Linked DNA regions of Sus scrofa: region 1 is linked to region 2. A link is a contact called in public targeted proximity ligation data. All regions are on one chromosome and are shown on one strand. The core of a region is the stretch at or near the end of the contact, and the rest is flanking DNA. Distances in the headings are between cores, read along the strand shown. Region 1 overlaps C4H8orf46. Region 2 holds the start of MYBL1 (myb-related protein A).

Region 1 (2,700 bases), core at 180-2,679, 82 kb before region 2:
ATTTCACATGGTTCAATCTAATGTATAATATTATACTTTCCCTCTTTCAATGGAAATGTCATCATTAATTCTATTGTCAAAATCAGTAGCCTGAAAATACCATGATAATGATAACTACCATTTATTAAAAGCCTACTATGTCTTGGGAGTGATACTGAGCACTTTACACGCATTATGCCAATCTTTCTATTCACTCTGAGTTAGGTGGCCTTCCCCCTTTACTAGACACATCTTCAAAGCAGTTAAATGGTTAGTCTGAAGGCACCTAACCCATACAGGTGTCTGGCTCCAATGCCTGTGTTCTGTCTACTCCTTCATACAAAATTTTCAGAACATAGAGACGAACCAAGGTTAGTAAATAATTTTCATCTCAAAGGCTAAACATAATTGATTGGCACACGCTGCCTAGAGTGCTGGGAAGCTGGAATCTGAAAGAAAGGAGTGCAGTGATCAACTGCCTGTGGAGCAGAGTAGTGGCCATATGCCTATCGTATATGTGTCACCGGTGGCCTCAACTCTGCCCTCAGAAGGCTTGTTTTCTAACTCAGAAGCTTAAACTAATCCAATCCACTTAACCAGCAACTCCATGGTAAAATGTAGTCTAAGACTAGGTTGGAAATTGCCTCTTCTTGGTACAAAGAGGACTTTGGCCACATTGCTGGCCTCAGACTCCAATGTTATTCCTATGCTGCTGCTCTGTGGCCACGTGGTTTTTTTGCCCTTTAAATTACCTGCTTCCATATCTCCAGGTGAAATAAATGTAAGAAGGCCTGGGGTGGGGGCAGAAAAGAGGCCACCTGGCTGGCCTCTGCTCCTCAGCCATTGTTTTAGACTCTGAACAGCCCACCCTTCCACTGGAATGTGATTTGGAGATCTGAGCATCAAGTTCTCTTTCAATGAGGGCCTAAAGTCCACAGTATAAAGGGGCCCAGGACAAAGGTGATTTCCACTGGACCTATTAGAGTATCCTATGACTATTTATCTTATTTACTTTAGAGCTAATGTCCTTCTATTTGTATATGGCAGCTGGGGGTCCATGTAGGATGGAGCTTATTTATTTTTTAATTTGATTATTTCATGATGAAGTGTTTGCCTTGTACAGAACATTTTAATTGGCCAATTCTAATAAAAATAAAGTATGCTTTGTTTGTGACATTAATCAGTCGCCACAGAGTATGCCTGCGGCTCCTTCACTGGATGCGAGAAGTCTTTCACACAGGGAAAGAATTATGCCTCTGGACCTCATTGCTTCTTTTCCTAAATGAAAAGGACTGTGAGAAAGAACCCAGCGTGTTCTTTCCATCCTCAGGCAACGTCTGGTTTTGATATTACAGGCCCTGCCCACAGTCACCGGGCCATTTCTGATGGGGCCTGGCCTGGCCCGACCGGTGCTCTCAGGGCTCGCCCTCCTCCCCATCACAAGCCCCAGGGGGCCCAGCGGCCGTCACTCTGTGCCCACCTCAGGGTCAGCCTCTCTGGAGACTGCCCCCGTGACTCACGTCACAGCCACTTGCAGAAGGACGCCAAGGCTGGCTGCAGACGACTGCCGGGGAATGACGGAGCCAGAGGCAACAGGGATTCCAAGACATTTAGGGTAATAAAATTGCCTCTGTTAGGACCAAGTCCAGTCACATATTTCAGTTCTTGCTTGTGTGCTCTCTGGAGCACCCTCCCCCACCCCCGCCTCTAGAGCAGGCAGGTGGGCAGCAGGCAGGGAAGGCAGCGGCAGCCAGAGCCCAATTTGAAAAGATGTCACGTGACGCGTTGCCTCTGACTCTAAATTGGCAGAGACCCAGGGACATGCAAGGAAAAACACAGACCAAAAACAACTCTCTTAAGGATTCACATTGTGTTTAGTTTTCAATTTCTGATAAGACCCTCAGCCTCTGCTGAAACATTTGTGGTGAAGGTGCTGCCACAGTGCAGGGGAGAGAGCAATTCTGCACACCAGGCCATGTGCCTAAAAAAATAAAATGGGGGGGGGGTGCTTGGGATGTGAGACAAGACTCATACCTATTAATAGCCTTTGTTGGGAGGGAGCACATAGGTTGGAAGAGGCATGTGCCGCCAAGGGAGGTGAACTGACCTAAAGAAGGACCAGATGTGTGACTCCATCACTGACGTGGCAGCTGCGCCTGTGCCAACCTGGTTCCAGCCCCTTGTTGGGTCTGTGGGTGCCAAGTATGGAGGCTCAGATCACCTAAGGTCATAGGCCCACTTAACACCCCCTCTGTTCCTGGAAGCCTTGTATGCCCCAAGCTCCAGGCCCCTAGGAACACAGGTTGCCACGAAGCTAAACTCCCTTCCCTGGAGGCAAAGAGCCAGGCCTTTGCCTGCTGGCCTAAGAGGTGCTTGTGCTTTTCCAGGAAGGACAGGGGGAGCTGGATCCAGCCCCAAACAGGGAGGGCTACCTGGAATGCTGGGCAAGTGCTGGCCAATGTTTCAGACTCCCATCTGCAGAAGATCAAGGTGAATTTTCTGCTCTTTGACCACCTGGGCCCCAGAGGTGGCCCCACTCAACACCAGGTTTTGCTCACAGACTCCATGGAACTGGGCATTCCACCCCATCCGGCAATTGTTGGGGGAGTAGGGGTAGAGGAGGAGTTAGATACAGCTATTTCTAAGAACAAGTGCTCCAAGCAATCACATTCTCTGGGTGACATCATAGAGGCAAAGCAAACAATGGGAATGGTTTCTTTG
Region 2 (2,841 bases), core at 335-2,834:
CTATTCCCTAGCTGCTACAAAATAATAATCTAACAAGGACTTGATTATATTCTGTGCTGATTTCTGCCAAAATGCCTTGCATATAGATGCTTAACAAATGAATAAAGCCACAAATATTATGTGCAATTATTGCCAATTTTTAATGGAGATCTGCAATGAATAAATCTAGCATTAAAATTCAATTTAGGAAATACACTTCCAGTTAAGACTTTGAGGCTATGGATCTAGGTAAATAAAAACCATTTGGAAATCCTGTCAAACTTCTCTTCATGTTTATTTAATAATCCTGACAAAAAGGGCCCTAGTTTTTTGTCATCTAAGTGATTACTACACACAATTTAGGAGTAGCTACTGTAGTGACATATTAACAAAGATGACATGCATAAGTTCAATCTAGCAAGTTTCCAACAAAAGCCATGTCCTGTCTCTGTGCAACACTTCCGTAGACACACAAAATATTAAGTGAATCAAACACATTGTTTTATTTTAAGATCAAGCTACTGGCGGTAACAGTGTGACATCTCCCAGTAGAGGATATTAAATACATATATATATATATATATATACACATAACACTAAAACCATGAGGATGGTAATTACAGAAAACATCAAAAAGAGCCTCTCTACTCATGATTCCTCAGAGGATTTCCATACCTTTCAAGGTGGCAGAGATGGCCGAGGGGTCCCCACCTATATTTAACACAAGAGTTCCTATTTTTAACAGGTCCAGTAATTCAGAGAAAAAGAGGCCCTCTGAATGCCACTTTGAGGTCGTCCGGCCAGGTCAGTACCCCAGCCTCACCAGAGGAGCGGACTCCCTGAAAGCACACAGACTTACCTGCCAAGAAACTCCCACCAAGAACTTGCCGCGAGAGATTGTGGGTCCGGACGTGCGCTGGGGGGGGAGAAGGGACTCAAGGAAGCAACCCGGGCATCTGTTGCTCACTTCGTGAGTCTTAAACACACCGGTCCCCGACTCTCCACACGTCACAGCTGCGCTCCGGCCAGCGTGCCGAAGCGGCTGTGGAGCAGCGGGCAGGATAACCTCGGCCCGGGCTAGGCAGGGCCTGGTGGGGAAGCGGCGGGAAAGGCAGGATGATCTGAGCCGAGACTGTGCCGACAGGCCTGGAGAAGGGGATGTCACCCACCTGCGCGACCTCTTCGCCATCCTTCAAGTACCGCATAGGCGCAGGCTGGGCGGGGACGCAGTTCAGCCTCCTCCAGCCTCAGGCGAATGCTCCTTCTCCCCAACCCTCCCGCCGCTTCACTCGCTCACGCTCCGAGGCGACCGAGTGCGGAACTCAAGTTCCCGGCAGAGCAGGACGGAGGGGCGGACCGAGACCCGCCCCCGGCCCGCAGCGCCGCTCCTAGCCCCGGCCTGGCCCGGTCAGGGATACCCCCAACATGTCAGCAGGCGCGCTCCTGCCCTCCGCTGGCCGCTCCCCCTGCCTCTCAACCTCCTTGCCGCGGTCCCAGCGCGGCTCCGCCGCGGGAGCCGACCCCCGCCCTCTCCCCGCAGCGAGCCGCTCTGCAGGGCTCGCAGCCTCCTGCAGGGTTTTGTCCGCACCGCCGAATCTCGCGCCCAGCCTCCCTCAAGAGCCGCCGTTTGAATCTGCGCACGCGGCCCGGAACCTCATTGGCTGTGGCGGCGGCACGCGGGGGAACGAGGGCGGGGCCGGGAGAGCGCGCGCGACTGAGGGCGGGGCTGGGGAGCTGGAAGCCGGGACTGGAACTCGCGGGAGCGGGGGAAGGAGCTGGGAGCGAGGGGGTGGGGCCGCAGGCGGGGCTCGCGGGTCTAGCTATGACAGGACCCGGAGCGCGCCCAGCGCCGCACCGCGAGGGGGCGGGGCGCCGAAGGCCGCGCGGGGCCTACTGGGAAAGCAAGTTCCAGGCTCGCGGAGAGGCTATCTGGCCGGAAACGCGGCCTGAGCCCAAATTTAACGGGATGCGGCACTGTTGTCCCTGGGGGTTGAGCTGTCCTGTCAGGGATTGTCCCCGCACCCTTCTCTCGGCCACAGCTGCTCACTCCTGGGGTGCATCCCTCCTGTTAGGAGGCGCGGTCTTCGGATTTGAGACAAATCTAACTATAAAATTTGCGCGGCCGTTATTGTTTAAGCAAAAATGAGAGCTCTTTTGGCCCAAACTTGGTAGTCAAGATTCTGTAGCAGGAAACTGAACATCAAGACCGAGCAAGAGTGTGACAGGTGGAAAAAGTTTTCAGGTAGACACGTGCTTGGAATGGAAAAGGGAAAAAAACAGGGTCTGCGGCTGGTCTTCAAAGAGCTTAATCCACTACCCGGTTCTGCAGGAAATAACTGCGGTGCGCAGTGAAGGAGCCGTGATCCCGGAGAAGAATGCGGGAAGACAGGAATGGACTGGGAATTACGCGCAGATAACCGAGCGCGGTAGTCAACAGGAGAAGGTTATCTTCCTTCGCAGGAGAGAGGGGAGGAGTAAGGAACTGCTGGGGAGGAGCTTCTAGCAGTTACAAGTACGAACTGCTCAGTTTAACTCTTATTAAAGTAGATTAATTACAGTAATGATTAGAAATGCTAAAGGATCCAAATTTGCAAGGTAACATGCTCTACTGCATAGAGCACAAAACCACATGTTAATGTAACAAAACTTACATTTTGCTATTTTGAAATTTTACGCATCAATTTTTGCAAATCAAAGATGCAGGTGCAAATGTGAATTAAGAGGCGCTTGCATGTACTACTTTCAAAACTTAAAACACCTGCCTTTTAATACTTCCTTTTTCTCAAGTTAGGTTTCTGGGACGGTAAAACAGCTTTTCTTTCAAATCATTCTTTATTGTGTTGCTAATTCATTTAAAAAAAA

Evidence for each region.
Region 1: a targeted proximity ligation map of skeletal muscle shows a contact between it and region 2. A contact is called at or near these places in 1 of 5 promoter capture datasets (liver), 19 of 47 Hi-C or Micro-C datasets (alveolar macrophages, brain, embryonic fibroblasts and 9 more) and 2 of 2 datasets of targeted methods (alveolar macrophages and skeletal muscle).

The regions. Positions count from the first base shown.
Region 1 is chr4:68,200,675-68,203,374 of Sscrofa11.1, reverse strand. C4H8orf46 reads left to right here. Exons shown (of 6, transcript XM_003125610.4): 6 at 1-1,159. Among named protein-coding and RNA genes, the nearest start is that of C4H8orf46, 23 kb to the left of the region's middle.
Region 2 is chr4:68,118,821-68,121,661 of Sscrofa11.1, reverse strand. MYBL1 (myb-related protein A) reads right to left here and starts at 1,584. Exons shown (of 16, transcript XM_021089286.1): 1 at 1,149-1,584. The coding sequence starts at 1,168. LOC106510063 (a long non-coding RNA gene) reads left to right here and starts at 1,881. Exons shown (of 2, transcript XR_001308193.2): 1 at 1,881-2,221; 2 at 2,309-2,625.